Regions from separate parts of the Ovis aries genome. Here region 2 is linked to region 1. The links are chromatin contacts, called in public Hi-C maps. All regions are on one chromosome and are shown on one strand. The core of a region is the stretch at or near the end of the contact, and the rest is flanking DNA. Distances in the headings are between cores, read along the strand shown. Region 1 overlaps ANTXRL (ANTXR like). Region 2 overlaps LOC105605098 (anthrax toxin receptor 2-like).

What was found. Hi-C and Micro-C count contacts between places; a contact is called where the count stands out from the background.
Region 2: a Hi-C map of muscle shows a contact between it and region 1, with 3 times the contacts expected there. The contact joins two enhancer-like sites. A contact is called at or near these places in 3 of 16 Hi-C or Micro-C datasets (hypothalamus, muscle and tail adipose tissue).

Annotation. Positions count from the first base shown.
Region 1 is chr25:40,979,583-40,984,512 of ARS-UI_Ramb_v3.0, reverse strand. ANTXRL (ANTXR like) reads left to right here. Exons shown (of 13, transcript XM_042240948.1): 12 at 1,145-1,183. Among named protein-coding and RNA genes, the nearest start is that of ANTXRL, 39 kb to the left of the region's middle. Within about 2 kb of position 2,237, at least 1 of the 54 cell types and tissues checked has an H3K27ac peak or open chromatin away from gene starts, as enhancers often do. A contact at or near this core is called in muscle, where this site is marked.
Region 2 is chr25:41,202,183-41,207,369 of ARS-UI_Ramb_v3.0, reverse strand. LOC105605098 (anthrax toxin receptor 2-like) reads left to right here. Exons shown (of 7, transcript XM_042240811.2): 4 at 170-249; 5 at 327-395; 6 at 723-800; 7 at 902-1,474. The coding sequence ends at 1,018. Among named protein-coding and RNA genes, the nearest start is that of ZNF488, 20 kb to the left of the region's middle. Within about 2 kb of position 2,634, at least 3 of the 54 cell types and tissues checked have an H3K27ac peak or open chromatin away from gene starts, as enhancers often do. A contact at or near this core is called in muscle, where this site is marked.

The DNA of each region.
Region 1 (4,930 bases), core at 988-3,487:
GCCCCAGGAGTCTCTGCTGCTGGGGGAAGAAGAGGGGCCTGCCTGGGCACTGATGGCCCAAAGGGAGAAGGATGCTGGCCTGGGGAGGGCTAACCTCAGAGGCGGCTGTGCCTTTGGAAGCAGCATGGATCCCTGCCCATCTCTGGTACCCTAGTCACTCCTTCATCAGTCACACAAAGTCACCGGGATGTGCAGGACCCTATGCGGGACACAGAGGGGCAGGAATGAAGTACCCGCCACCTTTGCCCATAAGAGCTCATTGTCTAGTGGCTGCTCTGGTGTAGGCCCCTGGGGGGCATTGAAGGTAAATGTCACCTTCAGAGGGTGTGGCAGGTGCCCTGATAATGAAAAGAGTAGAGACTGGCCCTGGGGACGGAGGGGAGGGAGAGGGACTGGCCAGCCAGGTTTGCAAGGGCACAGGACAGCGCTGGGTGAAGAAGAGGGAAAGCAGAGCTGAGAAAGCATGAGCAAAGCAGCCTGGAAGCCAGCGGGTCAGGTTTCTGCAAAGGGCAAGAAGTGAGGAGAGAAAGCATGGGGAGAGGGAGGTGGACAGTCATCCCCGAGGGCTGGGAGGCAGGGAGGGCTGCAGGGGGTGGGAGAGGGGAGCTGGGAGGGGTGTGGGGAGTGCTCTCTTGTCTCCATACGCCGTCAGGGCTGCTGATGAAAACTCCCATGTGCAGCCTCTACCAGGGACCAGGAACCTTGGTCTGTCTCCCACTTAACCATACATGGAGGCCTTGATTCCCCTTTGATAACTGAGAAGCCTGAGGCCCAGAGAGGGGGAACCTGTTGGTTATAGACCTACAGACAGCAGACACCCCAAAACCCATTTTCTGCCTCCCTACTGCTATTGAGCAGCATCCGCTTCTATCTGCGTAGCTGAGCCAGAGCCCTCCACATGCCTTTGAACCCATGATTTTAACCACAGTGACTGTCCCTTGTTGTGAGTACCAGGTAAGCAGGAAAAGATGGATGGAGGTGAAAAGTCATTAAGGAGGGAGCTGTGACACCCAGGCTGGGGTGTGAAACTTGAGGGAAGCCAATTCACGCTGCAAGGTCTTACCCCAGAATGCGTCAGTTCAGCAGAGATAAGCTTTACGGGCACTAAGCTTGACAACTTCCATCTTGATCACTTCCATTGCAGACCGTCAAGGAGCCACCGCCAGTGCTGAATCCAGAGAGGGTGAGTGGTCCTGATGTTGAGAGCATGCCCATTGCACACAATGCCCTACACAGAGAGGCCCCCAGAGGTACTTGGGGAGATGTCCTCCCCCACCCTTGCAGCTCTCACCTATCTGGGCAGAGAGAACTGGTAGAAAGAGAGGGTGACAGAGGGAAGGCAGGGATGCTGACGGAGAAGCAGACTCGCAAAATGTCGCCCAGAGAACACCACTCCCCAGCCCCCAGCATAGTCTGATCCAGGGCCCTTAGCACTGGGTCAGCACGTGGCGTAGCCTGTCTCAGGAACAGCTATGATCCTTCCTGGAATCAATGGGCTTTTTGTCAGTTCCCAAAGGACTGTTTGTAGGATGGTCCTTTCAGCACCCAGGTGAGTTTTTGGAAAAGGATCCTCAGGTTTCAGGGACCTGGACCCCCTCCCTGAGCTCGGCTGCCTGTTGGGCCTCCGTTTCCTTGTTCTTCATCCCTGGCTCATTTCAGGGTGAGGGCCTTGGTGGGGTTGGCCTCTGGGGGGCTGAGGAGGGAGGAGAGAGTCTTATCTGGCATCGAGCTGTGAGAGAGGTGAGTCAAGCTGAGCACAGGTGCCAAAGTCAGGTGGGGAGGCTGTGGCTGACCCACCAGAGTGGGGACCCAAAACAGGGCCCATAAGAGGCAGTTAGAGCAGGAGCACCGTGTCCCAAGATGGGGGGTCTGGGTCTGAGATACAGCGGCAAACAGGGCCTCTGCAGGGCTGGCATAGCACCGGCTGCAGTGGGGCCTGGGGGCTGCCTCTGCCCGAGGCGGGTGAGTGCAGCCCTGTCCCCTGCTGCTGCTGCACCCCTGACAGCCGCCTTCACATGGTGCAGCCTCTCACCCAGCCTCTCCTGCGGGGGCGCCTCTGGGAGCCAAGGGGACAGGGTGAAGTTTGCTGATCTTTGGAGAGGAGGTGTCTTTGTAAGCCAAATGGAGCTGGTGTGTTTTCACATAGAGGCCACTCTCTTCCTGTGCCGGGAGCTGCTCATCTGTCCTTGATTCTCCCACAAACATTTGCTGAATGGCTGACACTTGACAGGTGCCAGGGCAACAGACGTCATGTGTCTGCACCCAGGAGCTGCCAGACAAGAACATGGTGTTTTCTCTCCCTAGGAGCCGGAGGAGACGTGCCAAATGCCGTGCCCCACAGTGATTGTCCCTTGTGGGTGCCAAGGAGGGGGAATGAAACGAATGGAGGTGAGAAGGGCCCTCGGGAAGGAGTACTGAGTCCACGGCTGGGGAGCAGGGGGTGAGGACAGCTGGTTCATGCCCAAGTCTGGCTCCAGTAGGCATGGCTTGAGCAGAAACGAGCTGTGGGCACCAGACTATGTTCCCTTGCTGCTAGAGAAAAGCCAAAAGCACCCCAAACCTAGTTGCTCAGGGGAAGCCGAAAGTACAAGGGCTCATGTTCCCATCACTGCCAGCATTTCCCCCTTGGGATGGGCCCAAGCTCTGGATGTTGTTGGGGCCCCCAAAGGGCAGTTCAGTGTTGTTTCAGGGAATTGGTGGGGATGGATCCCTGACAGGCAATTTCAAGTGAGAGGAGACACTGTCCCTCTAGAGGCAGCATCTAGGCCTGTAGCGTCCTCACAAACACATCTGCTTTTCAGGGAAAACTGGATAGCTTGTGTGAATTTGTTCAGCGCTGCAATCAGATGTCAGTAATGTGGTGCCCAACCAGAGACATGGTAAGCAGGGCACAGGGATGCTCCCCGGGTTGCTCCATGGGTTGGGGTCTTGGTTTTGCCCTTCATCATTGGCCCCTGAGACTGTCGGTCAGAGAACCCTGTCCTGTCTGGGTATCTGCCAGGAAAAATGTCCAAGAAGTGCAGACCTGGAGCTCATGCGCCTCCAGACGATTCTCCACACGGCACACATGAGTTTCCTCTGTGTCCTCATCGCAAGGATGTCAGGACCTTTCTTCTCAGAACTATGACTAGAACTGCCAATCCTAAGTAAAAAGGTCTGGAGAGGCCTATTTGCCTCCCATCAATCGTCCCTCTCCACAATTCCCCCTCCCCTGGGCGACTGCTAGCTGCACCCCACCCATGAGATTTTCCTGAACTGGTCACTCAAGTGCCAGCAATGGTGGGACATGGTGACACCCCCTCCCCAATGTTGTCGGGCCAACACTGACTGCATTTAGCAGGTAGCAAAGACGACCCCCTGTGTCATTGCCTGTGACAATGGGGAGAAGCCAAATCGTTCCAGCTGTCATCCTTGGAATGTAACAATAATGCTGGGTAATTCTACTGTGCTCTTTCTGTGGGTCAGTTGCTCAGCTAAAAACTTTACATGTCTTCATTGCTTTAATCCTCCCAATAATTACAGGTAGATACTACTATTATCCCACAGAGAGGCTGAGTGACTTGACTAAGTCACAAAGGCTGGGAGGAGCACTGACTTGAATTCTGAGCCTGGCTCTATCCTTCTCTTTGAACCCCATTTGGGGTCAGTACTCATGATCTCATGGTGCTTACCCACAGACCACCAGAGGTTGCCCTACCCAGCTCCCTGGGGCCCAAGGAGGGCAATGGTTTGCCTGGAAATCATTTGCCTGGCCGTTCCAAACTCAGACCCTTTCCACAGACCAGACCAGGGGCCTGGAGGACGTTGCGGACCCCGAGCCTTTAATGAGGGCTGCATCAGTCACCTTCCCTGAATCACACAGGCTCTTGGAGACTGGGCGCTTGGGCGTTTGGAAACTGTAGTCAGGCCAGAAAGCCTCTGGACACTGATACTGACACATCTGAGGCACTGCTCACACCCAGCAGAGACATTATCTGGTGCCAGAGTGCCAGCGTTCCTACGGCTCTCAGTCCCAGGTTTACTTGCCGGGAAGCCCCATTCTCCACCTGATTCTCCTGGAACCTCTCCCCGGAACCACAGCCTCATTATGCTCACAAGAGCCCCATGCCAGCATTATGCCTCGTTCAGTAGAGACAGCCACGCAGAGATGCTCAGTCAGGAGCAGGAAGGACAGAGCAAGACAGAGATAAGACCCAGATGGGAGACCCCAGACACAGCCTTCCTGCCCAGAGCTCAGGGCTCTGAAGCGGTCACAGGCCCAGGGCTGCTCTGTGGAGCTTGTGCTGGGATGGCAGAGCGATGGGTTAGGGAGCTCGTATCCCCCAGGGCTCTGCTCGGCCCCTGCAACACCAGCTCTCCAGCCTGCCCGTTAGTCTCTCTGGGTTCACAGTGATCTGTGTGCTTCCTGGAGGCAAAACGGAGGCCTGAGAGATCAGGGAAGCTGCCAAGGCCACCCAGAGAGTAAGCGGCAGCAGCCCGAGCTGGCTGAAACCAACCTGCTCATCCTGAGAGGGGCTGGGAGCCCGTGACTGTGCCTGGTGGACGTGACCCCTCCCATTCCTCTGCCCCCCTCCCATTTGACCTTATCCCTCCCAACCATAGTCCTAGGGCTTGAGTGTTAAGGATATCTGTGGACACTTCCAGTATTCTGGTGGGTGCAGGAGTCCTGATTCCTTTCTTGAAGCCTTCTGTGTTCTGGTCCCAGGCCTTAGAGTGAATCATAGCCTAAGTGATGGAGTGTCAACTGGGAGCCTACCGTCTCTGCAGGCCGGTGTCAGCTCCCAATCCCCACCCTGAATGTATAACAGGAGACACCCTATTCAGGGACATGTTATGCAGGAGTGGCCTCATGTTTTTCCTACCTGAACCATAGGTCCCCTCAGCGAGAGGAGTTCTGGAGCTGGGGGAAAGGGCATACCTCAGTGGGAAC
Region 2 (5,187 bases), core at 1,385-3,884, 220 kb before region 1:
CTGTCACGTGGGTCCTAGACTGAGGCTCCTTCTCCCCGCAGATGCTCTGGGTGGTGGGTACTCAGGTCAGGTGGCCCCTCCCCAGGGAGGAGATGTGGGAGCTGCACTGTGGGCCTGGCAGCCTGAGGCAGGTGCTTGCTGACCAGGCCACTCCCTGCTTGTTCTGCAGACAAGAAAGCTGCCAGCATGGTTTATGCTTTGAATGCTGGACCACTGGACAAATGGACAGTGTGGGCTGCTATGAGAGAAGTAAGTCCAGGCCATCATTTCCAACTTCGTGTCCCATCTAGTTGTATATTTTCTACTCACAGTCTTTTTTCTATTAGTCCAACAGGTTGAAGAAATTTAAGACCAAACTTTATGCCATAGCTATGAAAAACTCTCAGAGAAACCAGGTAATTCAGAACAGGTAACCAGGTGCCACTCTTGAACCCAGTTGGGGAAAACTTTCCAAGGCAGCTGTCCCAGCATCACCCAGGGACGTCCCTCTACCCTAGCCCAAGTGTTTGGACAACAGGTAGTCACGGCAGATGAACAGAAGGTGTTGTGTAAACTATACACCAGAGGTGCGGGTGGAGGAGCTTTCCATGCCCTGAGGGTGGGCTGCTGACAATGCCAGGCTCGGAGTCCAACATGGCAGCAGGCAAGAGCCTGTTTCCCAGGACAGAAAGCCGTGTTCTCAACCCTGGGCTATTTGCCAAGCCATCTTCTCTTCCTCGTAGTTGGTTGAAATTGTGGGTGGAAAGACCCAGGCATATGAGGTACCCAATGCCGAGGACATGGAAGGCTTTATTATATCGGTGAGTGTGGGATAAATGTGAGAAGGAGGTTGGGGTAGCTTCTCACCACGCTCATGCGTGTCTCTCTTCCTGACCCTACCACCTATTATACTCTCTTCCAGCTCGTGGGAAATTCCTGTAAGCAAGTCATGGGTGGGGACACTTACTATGCCTGTGTAGGAGGTACGTGCTGGGGTCACTGTTGGAGAGTAAATGACATTTGTGTATGTGTGGTGTGAATGTGCCTGAGTCTGAGTGTGGTGTGTGTCTTTGGTGTAAGTGTGAAGTGTGTGTGTGTGTGTGTGTGTGTGTGTGTGTGGTCTCTCAGTATGTGCTGTGTGTGTGCATGGAGTGTTGTTACAGAAATATGTCAGGTATGTTATTGTGCATTGAGTACTTAAGTAAGTGTGGTTTGTGTGAGTCATGTCTGCCATGGATTATGGTGTAGATATTGGGTGTAATTACCTTTTCTTCTGGTTTTATTGAGATATACTTGACATACAGCTCTATATAAATTGAAGTATCTACTACCGAACGACTTCACATACCTGTGCTGGGAAATAAGTACCCTAGTAAGATTAGTGTAATTACCTTTTTAAAATTCAAAACTAAAGAGTTTTACTTAGATATAAGAAAAATAAAGCACAGATTAATAAGAAATATATTTTAAGTAATAAAATTTGTTTTTAAACTCTGGATGGAACACTGGCAAATGTAATCCAATACATGAAAAGGACAGTACATCAAGACTCATGAAGGATCACCTCAGTATTTGAAATGTCAGTGTAATTTACCACATCAGCAAAATGGAGAAAGAAAATGTGATTTTTTTCAATGGATGAACAAAAGAATTGGACAAAGTTCAAGTCATAAGAGGACCATAGTCGGACAAAGGCAACCACACAAATTCTCACAGCCAACACTATACCCAGTGATTCAATGAGGATGGCCTTTCTCTGAGGTCTTGAGCTGGACGAGGATGCCCTCTCTCCCCTGGAGGGTCCCTGCCTCAGCATGGGGATGATCCTGCGCAGTCGAGTTTCTGTTAGAAGCCCGCTGTGAGCTCTGTGTGAGCCAGTTTGTGCATCCACATCACTGGGATTTGTACAGCTGAGGCGGGTGGATAAGCACCAGCTCCCACTGGTAAACACCTCCCGGCTGGATGCAGCTAGATGCAGACCCAGGAAGCTGGTTCTGGTTGCGGTACTCCAAACTGCAAGACTACAGCGTAGTAGGCTGTGGTCAAACAGAGCAGTGCTCACATCCTGTTGCCCACAGGCACAAAAGCAGGGCAAGTTGCTGAGTATCTGGCAGCTCCAATTTCATCTTCAAAGAGTCTAAATAACAAACATCCACTGTCACATCTGCAGTGAGATGTAGACGCAGTGGGATTCGCAGTGACTGGCACAGTGTCTGGAAGCTGGTGGCCCTTACCAGCAGGAGCTGGTACTGAGGGTTCTATCACTGACCCCTGGCTCTGCCCCGACTCTCATGCTGAGCCCAGGTTGGGGAAGGATATGGTTAAAGAACACCCAGGATGAAAACGTCTTCAGCTGCACCCACTGTAGGTCACGTCCGACCCTGACCTCTCCTGTCTCTGACCCTGTGACCTGCAGTGTGAAGTGTAGAGGTGAGGAGAGACCCCCACACACGTGCAGGGTCTTCCCTGCTTCTCTGGTGTCGCTGCTGCCAGCTGTATAACAGCCTATCATGTCCCCAGGACACACACAGCCCTGTCAGACCTCAGGGGAGGATGCCTGTTGTCCTTCATGCCTTGTGCTGGCCCAGCAGGGGTGACAGGTGCTCACTACACACCCTCTGCCAGGGAGGCCCAGCAGTGCTGCTCTGACCTTTACAGCTGCAGGCGTCTTGCCAAAAGCTGTCTCACAGCATGACTGTCACTGGAGGAAAGCTCAAGGCAGGAACCTGGCCCTGGAACAAATAGAAGCTAGCACTCTGAATAAGTCGGTAGGCCGGGTGTGAGGAAGTCTGGAGGAGGTGAGCATGAGGCAGGTCACTTCTTCAGCCTCTCAGGACTAAGACTCTACTCCAAGACTAAGCAGAGGCCTCTGCCTGCCTGCCTGCCTCCAGGCCTGTGCTCCAGGCCCGCCTCCAGGCCTGTGCTCCAGGCCCTCCTCTGCCCAGGGCACGAGGGGCTGAGCAGTCCACTCCCCTTCCCACCTGACCACAGAAGCTGAGGCCCTCAAGCTGGATAACCAGACTCTCCAAGGACCAGCCTCTGCTGTAAGCTCACCTGGTGCAGAGGCTGTGGGGTCAGGGGACTGAGCTTCCTGAAAAACCTCCCTCAGCTTTACAGGCTTCAGCTTACCACCCTTTCAGATGTTACTCTCCTGGTGCCTCAGTCCCAAAGCCTTTCCTGGCCAGCTGCTCACTCCGGCTTCCCACAGCTTTGATGTTTTCCTGTCATTTGTCACTTATGTACCATGACTTCCACTTCGTTGTGTCCATGGTTTTATTTTTTTGATTTTTTATCATTCACCTCACTTTTTCCTACCTTTTATTATGGAAACTTTCATAACTATAGCAAAGTGAAAACAGATGTACAGTGGACACTCCTGTCTCCGCTACCTGGATTGACGGCATTTCTATTATCATTTATCATGGGGTTACCTCGCCTCCAGACCCTTCATTGCGCATGACTACCTGGTGACTGTTTCTGGTTGAGTTCTCTTTTTGAGATGCAGCAGAGCTAAGTGCATCATTTGATGAGTTCTGACAAAGGCACACAGCACCCGTGTAACCCCAAACCTCACGAAGACTCAGAGCATTACAGTCGCACCTAGAATGTCCCCTCAGCTCCCTTCCCAGGCAGTCCCTCCCCTACCTGTGGAGGCAGCTACTCTCTGCTTTCTTCCTCGACAGTCTAATTTGCTGCTTTAGAACCTCTCCTCAGTGACTCACAGGGACGAGCACAGGATCTGGCCCCGGGCACTTGCCACTGTGGTTTGGGGATTCACCCACCCTGTGTGTTGCTGGGTTTGCTTGGGATTTGACCCCAGAAGGCAGGCTGGAGGCGGCCCCCCTGTCACCCTTTCTCCTGTATGTGACCAGACCAGAGTGCGTGTCTGCAAGAAGCCCAGCAGCAAAGGCTGCAGTAGGACCCGTGCAGAGCAGGGCTTCCCTCTGGGGTCCCGCGTCCAGCTCCGCCTCATGGCCAGAGAGCCTCTGTGGGTGGAGGACCTGAGGATGAAGGACGGACACACAGCACCGACGGACACTCCTGCAGCCAGCCTGGGCAGAGGCTGCCCCTCCTCCAGGTCCCTCCTTGTCCCATCCTACTGTCTCCTGAGCTAACAGCCACAAGGAGTTCCGCTTTTGTATGTAGATTCCTACCTAAGTAGACTTTATAAAGATACTTCCCTTTAATGGGATCTTGTAGCACATAGTGTTTTCCATCCTTCTGCACAGTATTCCATCACGTGGATGGACCGATTTATTTATTAGTCTTCCTCGGTCAATATTCAGATTATTCCTAATAAGTGTACTACAAGTCACATTGCAGGGACTGTCCTGATGGTTACTCCTCTTGGGTCAGAGTATCCCCGGGATCAAGACCAGAAGTAGAATTGATACCTTAAGGGGCCACCCAGCTCACTGTGGGCAGCGTCCAGTTCGTCTCAGAATGGCTGTGCCAAGCTGCATGCGGGGCTCCGCCATCTGCCCTCCCCAAGGCAGGTCACCTCGATCTGTGCAGCCTGGTCAGTCTCATGCAGGTTGCATGCCCTCTTCAAACTCCTCTCCATCTGGCTTTCTCAGGGAGCCTGCCTTCCCATAACCCTGTCTAGCGGCCCCAGGTGACCTGCTGTGTAACTTTTCTTCCAGAGAGAAAGCTCTCTCCTCCACAGTGGATCAGGATCCCTCAGGCTGTTGGTCCTTCTGCCTCTGGTGGGCAGCTGCACTGTGCATGGGAAATGAAGCCCTGTGAGCTGATTTCAGTTCTTCTTGCAACTTCATTTTCATCCTGTGGGGCTAACTGTTAAGAGGAATTAGGATATGGGGTGTTGGGAAACAGAAGAGGCTGCTGCCTGGACAAAGAAAAGTCGTTTATTTTGAACTCTCTTCTCAAAAATCTGAAACCATCACCTTGCCTTCCACTTTGGAGACTTGCCAGAGTTTAGAAGCCCTCCTTTGAGAGCAGTACTGCCTGGGACAGAGGGGCCCTGCTGCAGAGGCGAAGCAGCACCTGAGCGGGGCCGGAGGCAGCAGGAGGCCCGAGGAGGAAGGAAGGCGCCCAGGCAGAGGGCGGCGTGCACTGCTCCTGAGGATGCGGCATGGTCTGTGCTCTGGGCTGTCAGCTGGCCCTACCCTCAGCTGCTGCCCTCCCTCCTGTCACCCACATGGAGGAGGAGGCAGAGTCCAATCTTTACCATGAGCTAGGGCTTGCCAG